Regions from separate parts of the Triticum aestivum genome. Here region 1 is linked to region 2. The links are chromatin contacts, called in public Hi-C maps. All regions are on one chromosome and are shown on one strand. The core of a region is the stretch at or near the end of the contact, and the rest is flanking DNA. Distances in the headings are between cores, read along the strand shown.

Region 1 (5,415 bases), core at 655-3,154, 250 kb before region 2:
CCTATAAGTTTAAGACCACAAGCTTGACTATACTTTACTGGCTGTGTTTTTTAACCGGGCCTGAACTTACAAGGGTACTTCAAAACTTCTTGTATAAGTGGTTCATCTGGTTGGTTATTTTAGCAACAAAATGAGCACCAGCATTTCCTTTAACAATTTGGAGTTCACATGATGCCAAAACAAACTTGGTTGCATGGGTTCCTTAAAGTATTTTCAAAATACAAGCTGCAAAACAAGTACTGAGCATACCATGTTCAGGGCCATTTGCATTGTTTGCCTGGAGCAGTTTGAAGGAAGCTTTGAACTGCAAACAAGTCCCTGGTTCACCCAAAAGGGGTCAAACGGATCTGCTTTACTGCAGTGTTTTTGTCTTTATGGCCTATTCTCAGCAAGATGGTCACTTAAGGGGAGTTGTTGTGACATCTTGCTGATGCTTTCTACAAATAATTTTGTCTTTGCAGCAACAGGGAACATTGCTGAAGGGAGTTAGGCTGTTAGGGGAGCAACCGATGGTGGACATGGCGGTCAGCAGAATCAAGTGATAGCCCAAGGTCCTAACAGAAAACAAGTTAACCAAAAGGAACCTTGCCACATGATAAGGTTAGAACCTTTATGCGTTCTTGCAACAGATCTTGGTAGTCTTTTGTCGCTCTCTGTAAGAATTTAAGATGATCTGTTATGCAAACTTTGTATGTCACTGTCGAAAAAAGCTCTATTATGTTCATATGTTCTAGCAGAGGTGTTACTTCAAGTGATTGGTGGATGCTGTTTTATATGGAGGGGCTCTGATTGCTCACTGTTAACTGGAATACCCGGCTCTTTCTAGCCTTAATTTCTTCTGGATTTGGTCCCCAAGAGGTTGCACGAAAATAGGCTCATGTATGCACCATACATCCAAACAAGAGACATAAAAGGCATAACTCTTGCAAGAAAATCACCTCGTCCATCATGGTTTTATACATCACTAGATGATCCATCAAATTTGGTTAAATGACCCAATTCTTCATTTCGTACTTGGCTTATGAAGGACGAGGTGGTGATGGGCTAAATCCATTTGATTCATTAAACCAAGTGACCTAGGATTGTATGGATCATTCACCATTTTAATATTTGATTCCTCAAACCAAATAACACCTAAGATTCCAATCACAGTTGCCATACTAGAGAAGGCACGTGTAACTTAAATGGCATCGAAATAGGCAAGCACACAAATTGAATACTGATTCTAATATATCCTGGAAGGGAAACCAGATTGAACTCTTGATTTTGGCCATTTCGATCCTCTTGATCTCCATTTCTCAGAGACATCTCAAACAGGCACATAAATGCACGCAGGCAACAATTTCTCAGTGGTTTTCATAGTAACAATCGAGACAAATTTGGACGCGTGAGCTGTAGGACCTAACCTTTGTGAGGGTGCTCTTGCCGGAGCCGTTCTTCCCCATGATCGCATGAACCTATTATCACACGCAGACAAACCCAACACAAGTCAACACACCAACCCTTGCAGACCCAATCAAGCACTACACCAAACGAGCCGCTAGTTCTTCCAACCCAACACGAACCTCGCCCTCGCGGATGGTGAGGTCGACGCCTTTTAGGATCTGCTGCCCAGTCTCCTTGACGGAGGCGGTAAGCCCGTGTACCTCGAGAAGGAGCTTTCCAGCGGACTCGGTCGCCGCGGCGGAGGCCACAGCCGAGCGGTGCCGTGGCCGCACGGAGATATAACCCAGCGGCGGGTGGCCGCGGAGGATGGGGCGGGATGACGAGGAGGAGAAGAGAGGGGATGAGGAGGAAACTGCGGCGACGGCGAACGGCGGCGCCATGGGAAGGTCAGGGGCGAGGCAGCAGGTGCGCGCCTCAAGATGCTTCTTTCGCGGCGGCTTCGGATGACGACGGGGTCAGTAGTGGGCCAGCGGCGTCGTATTTGCCGTCCTCTTTGGGCCTCTTTGGGCCGGCCTGTTCACACCCTAACAACTCCACGGTACAAACCCGAACTAGGTCGAAATCTCTACTTCTCTCTCTACTACCTAAAAAAGGCGTAATGATCCGTCTCCCCTCTTACGTCGTCGCACTCGCACCCTTTCGGTTCTCTTTCGTCCGACGCACCCCGCCCCGCCGATTTCTTTTTTTATTCTCCCGTACCAAGTTCTTTTCCCGGTAATCAATCATTTCTCGTCGCCCCTCTGATGTAACCCCTTAATTACGCCGAAATCTCCGTGTACCTTTCCTGAAATATCACGCGAGACATCCTCATGTTGTCTTCAGGGCTGGCCCTGAGGGGGGGCAGGTGGGGCGGCCGCCCCGGCCCCCGAGTAGGAAGGGCCCCCCGATTGATTTGGTTTCCTATAACAGGTTGACTGATTCTCTAAAAAGAAACAAAAAATAATTGATGGATTAGCACATCGTGCAGTCTTCTCGGCTTAATACTCTTCCTTCCCGCAACAAATCAGCCTTGCCATGAATGACGACGCCCCGCCCACTCGTCTAATTGTAATTTTTGGCTGCTAGGCGCCATTAGTGGAAGAAGGTAATGCGGTTTCCAGATTCCCATCAATCTTCTCTTCAATGCAAAATTTTTCTTTCTATTCTTGTTGGATCGTTCGTTTCCTGAAGATTATCCTCGTACATCTCTCTTTCTCACACTCCAGTTTCTTGTATTGATTGGGATTAGAAACAGAAACTTGGACTTCTGTTCGTGACGTAGCAGCAAAATCTTGTGATTTCGATTTTTCTAGCCATCCAGGTACCTTGTTCCATGCCTTTCTTAGCACTTTTATTTAATTAGCAATATTCTTAATTTCTTGTATCATATGTTGCGTGCTGATTAGCAAGATTACTATTCATTTAGACGGATGCCATCCAGAAAAAAATCCATCTGATAATTCAGGAAAAACATGCATATGAGTTAATTGAGTCACACATGAGTTGTTGGCATTTTTTTCAGAGCAGATACAAGTGCTCTACGAATTCCCTGCAAATATAAAACAATATCTCTACTTCTAGGAACTCCAAGGAGTTAGCTTTAGTTGTTGAAAACTATACCAGGCGTCAAGCCTGGTAAGCTATCTAAAAAAAATAAAAAAAATAAAATAACTAGTGAAAACTATAGGAAGATAAAAAATTTAGTAGGCATGATAGTGCTACTAATTCACCTAATAATACAAATATATACAGTATAAGGGTGGATTGACAAGATCGACTTTTACTGTGAATGTTTATGACCCCAGTTTCTTAATAGTCAAGAAGACAAGGCACCATAAATTATAGTCTGCCAAATATTTATTTGCAGTTGAAATAGAAAAAAATATGCACATGTTTATGTGGCTTTAGGGCCCCTCCGTGTTGCCTCGCCCCAGGCCCCGGAAATCTCAGGACCGGCCCTGGTTGTCTTCTTCTGCTTCCATCTACCCGCTGCCCAAAAATACCAAACCCGAGCCCCGCTGCTCACTGAGATCTAACATTATGACGGCGGCGGGAAGAAATGTCTCGTCAGCAAGCCCGCTGCCACTTCATGCCCACCTACGTGATGAAGGCACATGCGGGTGGCTGAGAGATGGGAGCTCGCCATTGGGGAAGTCTCGCAGCAGCAGCTCGAGAACGTCCGGAGCAAGATGCGGAACGAGGCCGCCACTATGGGTGCTCGTGCGTCCCATAGTAGTGTTCTCCTGGATCGCACCGTCTCGCGCCTTCTTCCATCGCATTGCGGTTGCCGCCATCGTCCAACAGGTTATATCCGCTTTGCTCCATCTCCCAGGCGCGGCCTTTGTCAGCACCGGCCGTCGTTGGCCCGTTGCTATCCAACAGAATGCCCTCCACCCCGGCCCGTCCTGCCCCATCTTCATGGTCTACTTGTCATAGGCGTCTTGCAAACATAGTGCCTTTGAGACAGCTTTGCTTGCAGAGTACGTTGGAGCTGCACCGAGGAGAAGATGTCTAGCAAAAAGTATTGAAATGAGGCTAGAACACATCAATATCTCACCTAACCAGGAGAGTTGCTTGTATTTGGTTTGATTTCACTTTATCAATGTTATTATAGTAGCCGGATGCAACGGAAACTTGCCATGCATTCTAATCAATTCGAAAGTGTTGTCTTCCTCTTCTGGTGAAGTTAGCTACTGTCGTTCAATCGTTTTCTAGAGAGGCTCAAGGTCTCGCTATTGAGTTTTATTGGTAACGTGTGCAGTTTTTGGACCACCATGATCTATTTATCCTATTTGGCAGTGTCGATGGAGAGGTAAATCTATTTTCTCAGTTTTTTTGCATATTTTCCTCATCTAATTGCAGACGCTAATATATTCTTCAGGTAACTTGAAGCATCGAACAACATATAAGGTTCTTTGATGTGTACACCATGGATACGAGAGAGATTGATGGTGTATGCAACCTAGCGACTCATGGTGAGCACTAACTTTCACTAGACAAGAGTCTTTTGTAATACTTACTCTATGAAAAACTAACGACGCGTTCGGTTGGGCAAAAAAAGTGCGGCTTCTGATTACAGTGATTAGCAAAACCGCAGTCACCGTTTGTTTCGCACACGACGTATTCCGGAACAGCGGTTCCCGATACACCACTTCAGAGAATCTAAACCGCCGCCGCAGAGAGGATTAGAAAAACACGGGCCTCGGCCGCACCAACCAAACAAAGAATATATTGCGTAAAATTTATCGGAAGCAGTGCTTTCTGTTACAGCAAATCGAATGTGTTACCTGGGCCGAACCACACGCGTCGTAAGTACCCAAAACCACCTTCAGTTTGATATTCTGCTATTGTGGTTAATAATTCAATGGACATTCTTTTGCTATATGCTCTACCATATTTAAGCTACATTCATTGTAAAAAATTGAAAGGTGCCCATTTATTGCGGCTTGATGTTTGCCTTGACATGCTGCTGGGCCCACCGGTGCATGTTCGTTCCTCTCTATAGACAACACATCAACACTCTTCTTAATTAGTTTCCTTCGGTTCCTTTAGATAGATTTTGTATGGGTTTAAGTTTTCAATTCATAATATGGAATAACTTGCATTGGGAATGTTTTAGCATCTCTGCTACTTAAAGCGTACGATTTCATATTATAACCAACCTGAACATATCACACGTACATAGTACATACATGTGTTCTCCCGTTGCAACGCACGGGCAGTCACATAGTCGCTAATTAAGAAAGAGAAACACTCCCACCCAGTAGTCTGATCCAAAGCGAAGCATCGGACTTGTGGACTCCTGACGATCTTAGCTGAATCTCACGGTCAAGATAATCTAATTCCATCGCAATTTTCCACCAATAAATAAATAAATCATGTCGTCTAGTCCCCCGCTAATTTATCCTTGTAATTACTCCCCATCATCACTTCTTCTCTCTTTCCTGGGACGCACCTCCGCAGAGCTCGCCATTAAACCACGCCGCTTCC
Region 2 (5,764 bases), core at 1,034-3,533:
TGAACCATTCAATTCATGTGTTTGGCTGAATATAAGTGGTGAGCTAATTATTTAGGACGGGACCACCAGTCATGCTCACATAGTCATGCATGCAAAGGGTGGCCATTTGATTCGACCGATTTGGTTGGGTGGAACGGTTCAGCATCTTCATGGCATATTCTCTTTTTTTGGCTCGAATCATTCATGTGCTTTATAATCAAACATGTCTATTTTCTGAACGATCCCAACCCATTCATGACCGCCCTTGCAACCAAACGCACCAACTAAAACTGAACCTGGCTACCTGTTATTCGTGGCAGCGATAGGTGGTGGAGAGAGACCTCAAGCGCGACTCCATCCCGTCTGATCCCGTTCGGGTAAAACGGACAAATCAGATGGCCCAGCGCGTGATCGATTGGACCCATCATATCCGTTTTGTGTCCGGCTCGACCCATTTTAAGCGTAAACATGCGCCTGGTTTGGGTCCAGACGGACAGAAAACGGACGCGCCGCTCGTCCGCATCGTGGTCGCGTGGTAGGCTGTCGCCTACCTCCCACCGGCCAACATTAATGCGCACGCGTGGTCAGTCCCACCTGTCATCCGCCCAGGCGCGCGGTAAGCGTCCTTCTTAAATGCGAAGCCGTGGACCTGTCGCAGTCCACGCTCCCACTCCAGCCTCCTCGAAACAAGACACCCAAAACCTATCTCGCTCTCCCTTCCCCTTCCTCGAGCTCGCTGGCCACCGACAGCCATGGTGTGGTGGAGCACCGGCCGCAAGGGGGCGCACGATCACGAGGTTGGCTCGTCCTCGGGCCGCCGCTGCCGCGGCGTCAAAGCTGAGCCTGCATCACCACCACGGAGGGCCCCCACGCCTCCCGCATTCACCATCGCCCTTACGGCCGTCGGCGAGCGCGACTGGCACTACATCCATGCGGATGTTTGCCGACGTTATTGGGAGATGAGGAGGCCGCTCCCCTGGAGTGACGTGCACCTGCCCAATAACTGGCATTTGTCCGCGGATCGGGTGCCGATCCCGCCGGTCCCGACGAGCGACCGTGCGCGCCGCGGGGAGATTGAACGCCGCCGCCGTCTCCTGCCAGACGACCTCTACTACGACCCCAGGTACGCCGTCGACTCCGACCTCTAGGACACGTGGTTCCGGGACAAGCATGACACGCGGCGCGCATCCTTCTTTGTCGGCACCTCATCGGGGCCGCGGCGGACACGTGAGCGCCGCGCGCGTGCTCCGAGCCCTCCCAAGTGCGCAGGCGTAGGGTGGTGCATGGCATCACGCCGACGCCTTCGCCGTCGCCCTCTCCGTCGCCACCACCACCTCCTCGCATGACAGAGGAGGAGGAGGCTTGGCTCCTTCAACGTGTCATGGAAGACTACATGAACACGCACGATGAGCGCCAATGGGAGGGCCTAGAGACCATGATGGCCCTCTCTGGGGCCGGCGACATGGCCGTGCCGGAGCTGGAGATGAGGGAGCAGCAGCCCGTCCCCGCGCTCCACGGGCATGATGGGCCAGCGGTGGAGCTGGTCGTGCACGGTCACGGACATGACCGACGTCATGGGGGTGTGAACTGGTGCCCCACGCCGCCGCGGTCACTGGAGCGCAAGACGTCGCCAACGGGGGAGGTGGTGCAAGCACCTCCCACCTTCCAGCAAGCTCCCGTCTAGCAGGCACCATCGTCCCACCTCTGGATGCCGCCGGCCTACGTCGACCTCGTCAGCGACGAGGAGGACAACGACGACGCGTGAGAAGACGGCGAAGACTACGACAGGAACGCGCAGGCGGCAATTTTCTTTTGTTTTTTATGTTAATTATGTCTATGTGAACCGTGGGACGGGGCTATTATGTGGTCGTGATGTTCAATTATGTTCTTTTTTATTTTATTCGTTTATTTTAGTTTTTGCGTTTTTTTAATCACGTCCATCTCGAACATGATTTGGGGTGTGGCCACGTGTTGGGTGCATCGACACGACAATGGCCTCAAACGAACATGAACAACCTCATTACCGCCTCAAACGAAACAAAAGCAGGTCAAACGGGCGTCCGTTTGAGGTGGTACGCTGGAGTTGGCCTCACGAGATTAACGAACAAAATAGTATTAGTATGGCTCAGCTGGCGCGGTAGAAAGACAAGAGAAACCAATTCAAAAGAAGAAGAAAACTGGTGAGCGGACTAGTGCCGTGCAGCGGTTACAGTCCGGGTTTGACCAGCTAGGTGGGACATGTGCAGTGCAGGTGGTGGGGCACGAGGGTAAAAGCGCATAGGCAGCGAGAAGAGCGTGCCGCTGCGCAGAAAGTTATTGCGGCTCCACTCCATCCGGGCCGGCCCAAGCCTAGTGACTAGTGTCAGGCAGCCAGGCAGCGCTCCTCCTCGTTTTAAACGCTCCGTCCTCTCTCCATCACCTCTGCTCTGCTCTGCTCTCGACTCGCACCGGCACCACCGCCGCCGCCGTCGCGTACCCAGGCAATCTCTACACCGGACGGGGACCCCTTCCGCCGCGCGCGCTCCAGGTACCGCACCGCTCTTGCGCCCCTGCATTTCCCTCATTTTTCTTACCTTCTTCTCTGCGCCTGCTTGGTTCATGTTCAGTTCCACGGACACGGAGGGAGGTGCTTGTTTTTAGACGTTTTGGTTTGAATCCTCCTGCTTCTACTTCTCCTTCTCCCTCCTGCGATCCTTTCAGTTACTACAAGGAATTGTGACCACGGTCGACTTATGTGCGGCTCTATGGCCGGTTTTATCGGCCAGACGCTCCTCAATTCCCGTTTCTAGTTGTTACCCGTCCACTATTATCTCGTAACACCCTGCTTCTCATCACTAATTAAACGACTCTATGTTTGTACAGTCGATTACTGCCCTTTCAAGGTTTTTCTGTTTTTTGCCAAGGCCCAACCAGGAACCAGGCTAACCAACAGTTTCCAGTAAATAATGAGTCTGCCGCTTGCCGGCAACAGCAATACCAAACGCTAGATTTGCTCTGCACAAGAAAATACTGCCCTTATAAGCTGAAAAGAAGGCCATACAAAATTGAACGTATTTGTTAGCTATACATTTGTTCTACAGACTAGTACTCCATCTGTAAAGAAATATAAGAGCGTTACAGTCTTTATATCTCTTTACGGAGGGAGTAATAGACAAAAAAAAAGGGACTATGTTCACAATAATGCAGAGGCCGGAGGTCTAACCTCCTTTTTGAAACAAAATAGACTATGTGTTTTAATCTGTGTCTTACCTATATTTCTTGTTTTTTTCCTGGTGGAATAGTATAGATAGATCTAGCACTAGCAGTAAAGCATCTATGCCATGAAGCCTTTTAGTAGTACACTAGTACTGTACAGTACATTCTTTTTCTTTTGCTTTAAAAGAAAAGCCACACTTCTACTGCGCTAAAACGTCTAGAAAAACGAAGCAATATTACACACGGCGACACTGGTTTTGATGAGCTTTTAAAGGCTGCAAAGGCGTCAACTCTGAACCCTTGAAAAATCATGTCCTCGGCATTGGTTTTGGAGGACCGGCCAGTACTCGATTGTTCCATGAAATTAAAAATACCGTACCACACATTTAACTTGGTAGTACTACTCAGTAAACAGTTGCACGCTAACCTACATCTTGTACTGAGTAAACAATGCTGCTGCTCCAACCCTGGGGTCCAATTGCATGTGCAAATCTCACTCTGGATCTTCTCCCACACACTAAGCATCTCCATGCCACTGCCCTAGCTTCCCGACTTCACATAGTTAGGCTAGCCTGGTTCAGATTTGCCTTTATCTGTGTCACTTCTCCTTCAACCTTTATTTAGTTTAGTGGGATTCTCCTATCAATCAGCAGCTTTTTATATTGGCAATTACCTTGCATACTGCGCTTTTTATCCTGAAAAAGAAATGAATGAACATCATGTGTGTTGATTTCACTTGCTAATGGATTAGCTCAAAACTGGTGATGAGGCTGCTGCAATCATGTAAGATCTGACTGATTGGACTGTGAGCTTTAGCGTGCTGTCCTCTACAGTATACTTAGCCTGTCTTAGTTAAGCTGAGCCCACTTCAACAAAGTGCCACATGATGTGGTTTCCTGATGTTGGAAACGAGCCTTAGTGTCTAGACTATATTTGGTTTGTGGTAATCCTACTTTGGTGTTCCATTCAAGAAAGTTGTGTGTGATATGATGTGCTCATCTTGGAGACCAGTATTCATGAGCTTTAGTTTCCTCCTTGCATCCCCTTTCTCTGCTTTATTGATGCCTTCCGTCTTTTACATCATTGCATCTCGACCCTACCACTATGTTTTATTTTTTACTTTTAGTTACTTTCTTGTGCAACTTTTTATCTCATGCTTGTATTGCCTTTCAATGAGCGCCGTTCTTTGGATGCATAATTCTTGTCCCTGGTGTTGATTAGCTGTTATTCATTTGTTATCCTGTGATTTGACAATGCTTCAGGGGCATAGGGAATCATCTCCGTAGTGAATAAGAAGGCTCAGTAAAGGGCTTGGTTGCAAAACCAGCCTAGAGGCTTCCCATGCATAATCTCTGATCATTCACACTATTCGGTTTCCTCCGCTTTATTTGACTTCCTTTTAAAAAGAGAAGCAAGCTGCACTAGCTTCAAACACAAGTTTATAAAATTATCAGGCTTCAGTAGGAATATTTTTCTTTTGATAGTGCTTTGGTCTTTCATGGCATGACAGTGTGGGCCTTTGCCTTTGTGGTTTGTTCTTCCTGAGTCCTCATTACGTCTTCGACAGGTGCGCGCATCTACACACTGGCACAAGGAACTGTGTTTCCTCCCACACTCCGCGTGCACACACACATATCTGATGTCATTGCTTGCAGTTTTATAACGAGTTAAAAGGCAAATGGAGTTATGTTTAAAGTTGTTCTTTCAGTTTATCATATTTTAGCACTAAAGTGTTCATTTTTATTGCAGCTGTTTGATTATTACATTGGCCTAAACAGATGAAGTTGTCTCTCATTTAGTGACATTGACTCCGAGAGATCACTAATGGGCTATCTAAATCTTAGAGGCCCTTTGCTTCCATTGCTCTGTCTGCATCTGCTGCTATCACTATTCATCCCATTTGCTACAGCAGACATAGCCTCTGAGAAGCAAGCTCTTCTTGCTTTTTCCTCCGCAGTCTACCATGGCAAGAAGCTCAACTGGGGTCAAAACATCTCACTGTGCTCATGGCATGGTGTAACATGCGCAGAGGATCGATCACATATATTTGCGCTTAGGGTACCAGCTGCTGGGCTGATTGGTGCAATTCCTCCAAATACTCTTGGCAAGCTTGTCTCCCTTCAGGTGTTAAGCCTGAGGTCTAATCGGCTGAGCGGAAGCATTCCTTCTGATGTCACTTCACTTCCTTCTTTACGTTCCATATTTCTTCAGCATAATGAACTGTCAGGAGATTTGCCTTCCTTTTTTTCTCCCGGCCTCATTACCCTTGACCTTTCCTATAACTCCTTTACAGGGCAAATGCCTACAAGCTTGCAAAATCTTACTCAGTTATCTATCCTGAATTTGGCAGAAAATTCTTTGTCTGGACCTATTCCTAATCTCAAACTTCCAAGCTTAAGACAATTAAATTTGAGCAATAATGAGCTGAATGGCTCAATTCCTCCCTTCCTCCAAGTATTCTCAAATACTTCATTCCTGGGGAACCCTGGATTGTGTGGGCCTCCTCTAGCTGAGTGTTCTGTTCTTCCTTCGCCGACACCCTCGTTACCGCTGTCACAAACATTGCCACGACATGGAAAGAAAGTGGCTA

The links. Hi-C and Micro-C count contacts between places; a contact is called where the count stands out from the background.
Region 1: a Hi-C map of leaf shows a contact between it and region 2, with 4 times the contacts expected there. The contact joins the promoter of LOC123092225 here to the promoter of LOC123092223 in region 2. A contact is called at or near these places in 2 of 5 Hi-C or Micro-C datasets (both in leaf).

The regions. Positions count from the first base shown.
Region 1 is chr4B:374,686,316-374,691,730 of IWGSC CS RefSeq v2.1, reverse strand. LOC123092225 (ABC transporter I family member 6, chloroplastic) reads right to left here and starts at 1,904. Exons shown (of 7, transcript XM_044513930.1): 1 at 1,566-1,904; 2 at 1,407-1,457. The coding sequence starts at 1,826.
Region 2 is chr4B:374,438,135-374,443,898 of IWGSC CS RefSeq v2.1, reverse strand. It overlaps LOC123092223 (probable inactive receptor kinase At5g58300), which reads left to right and starts at 2,283. Exons shown (of 3, transcript XM_044513928.1): 1 at 2,283-2,506; 2 at 4,924-5,764. The coding sequence starts at 4,999.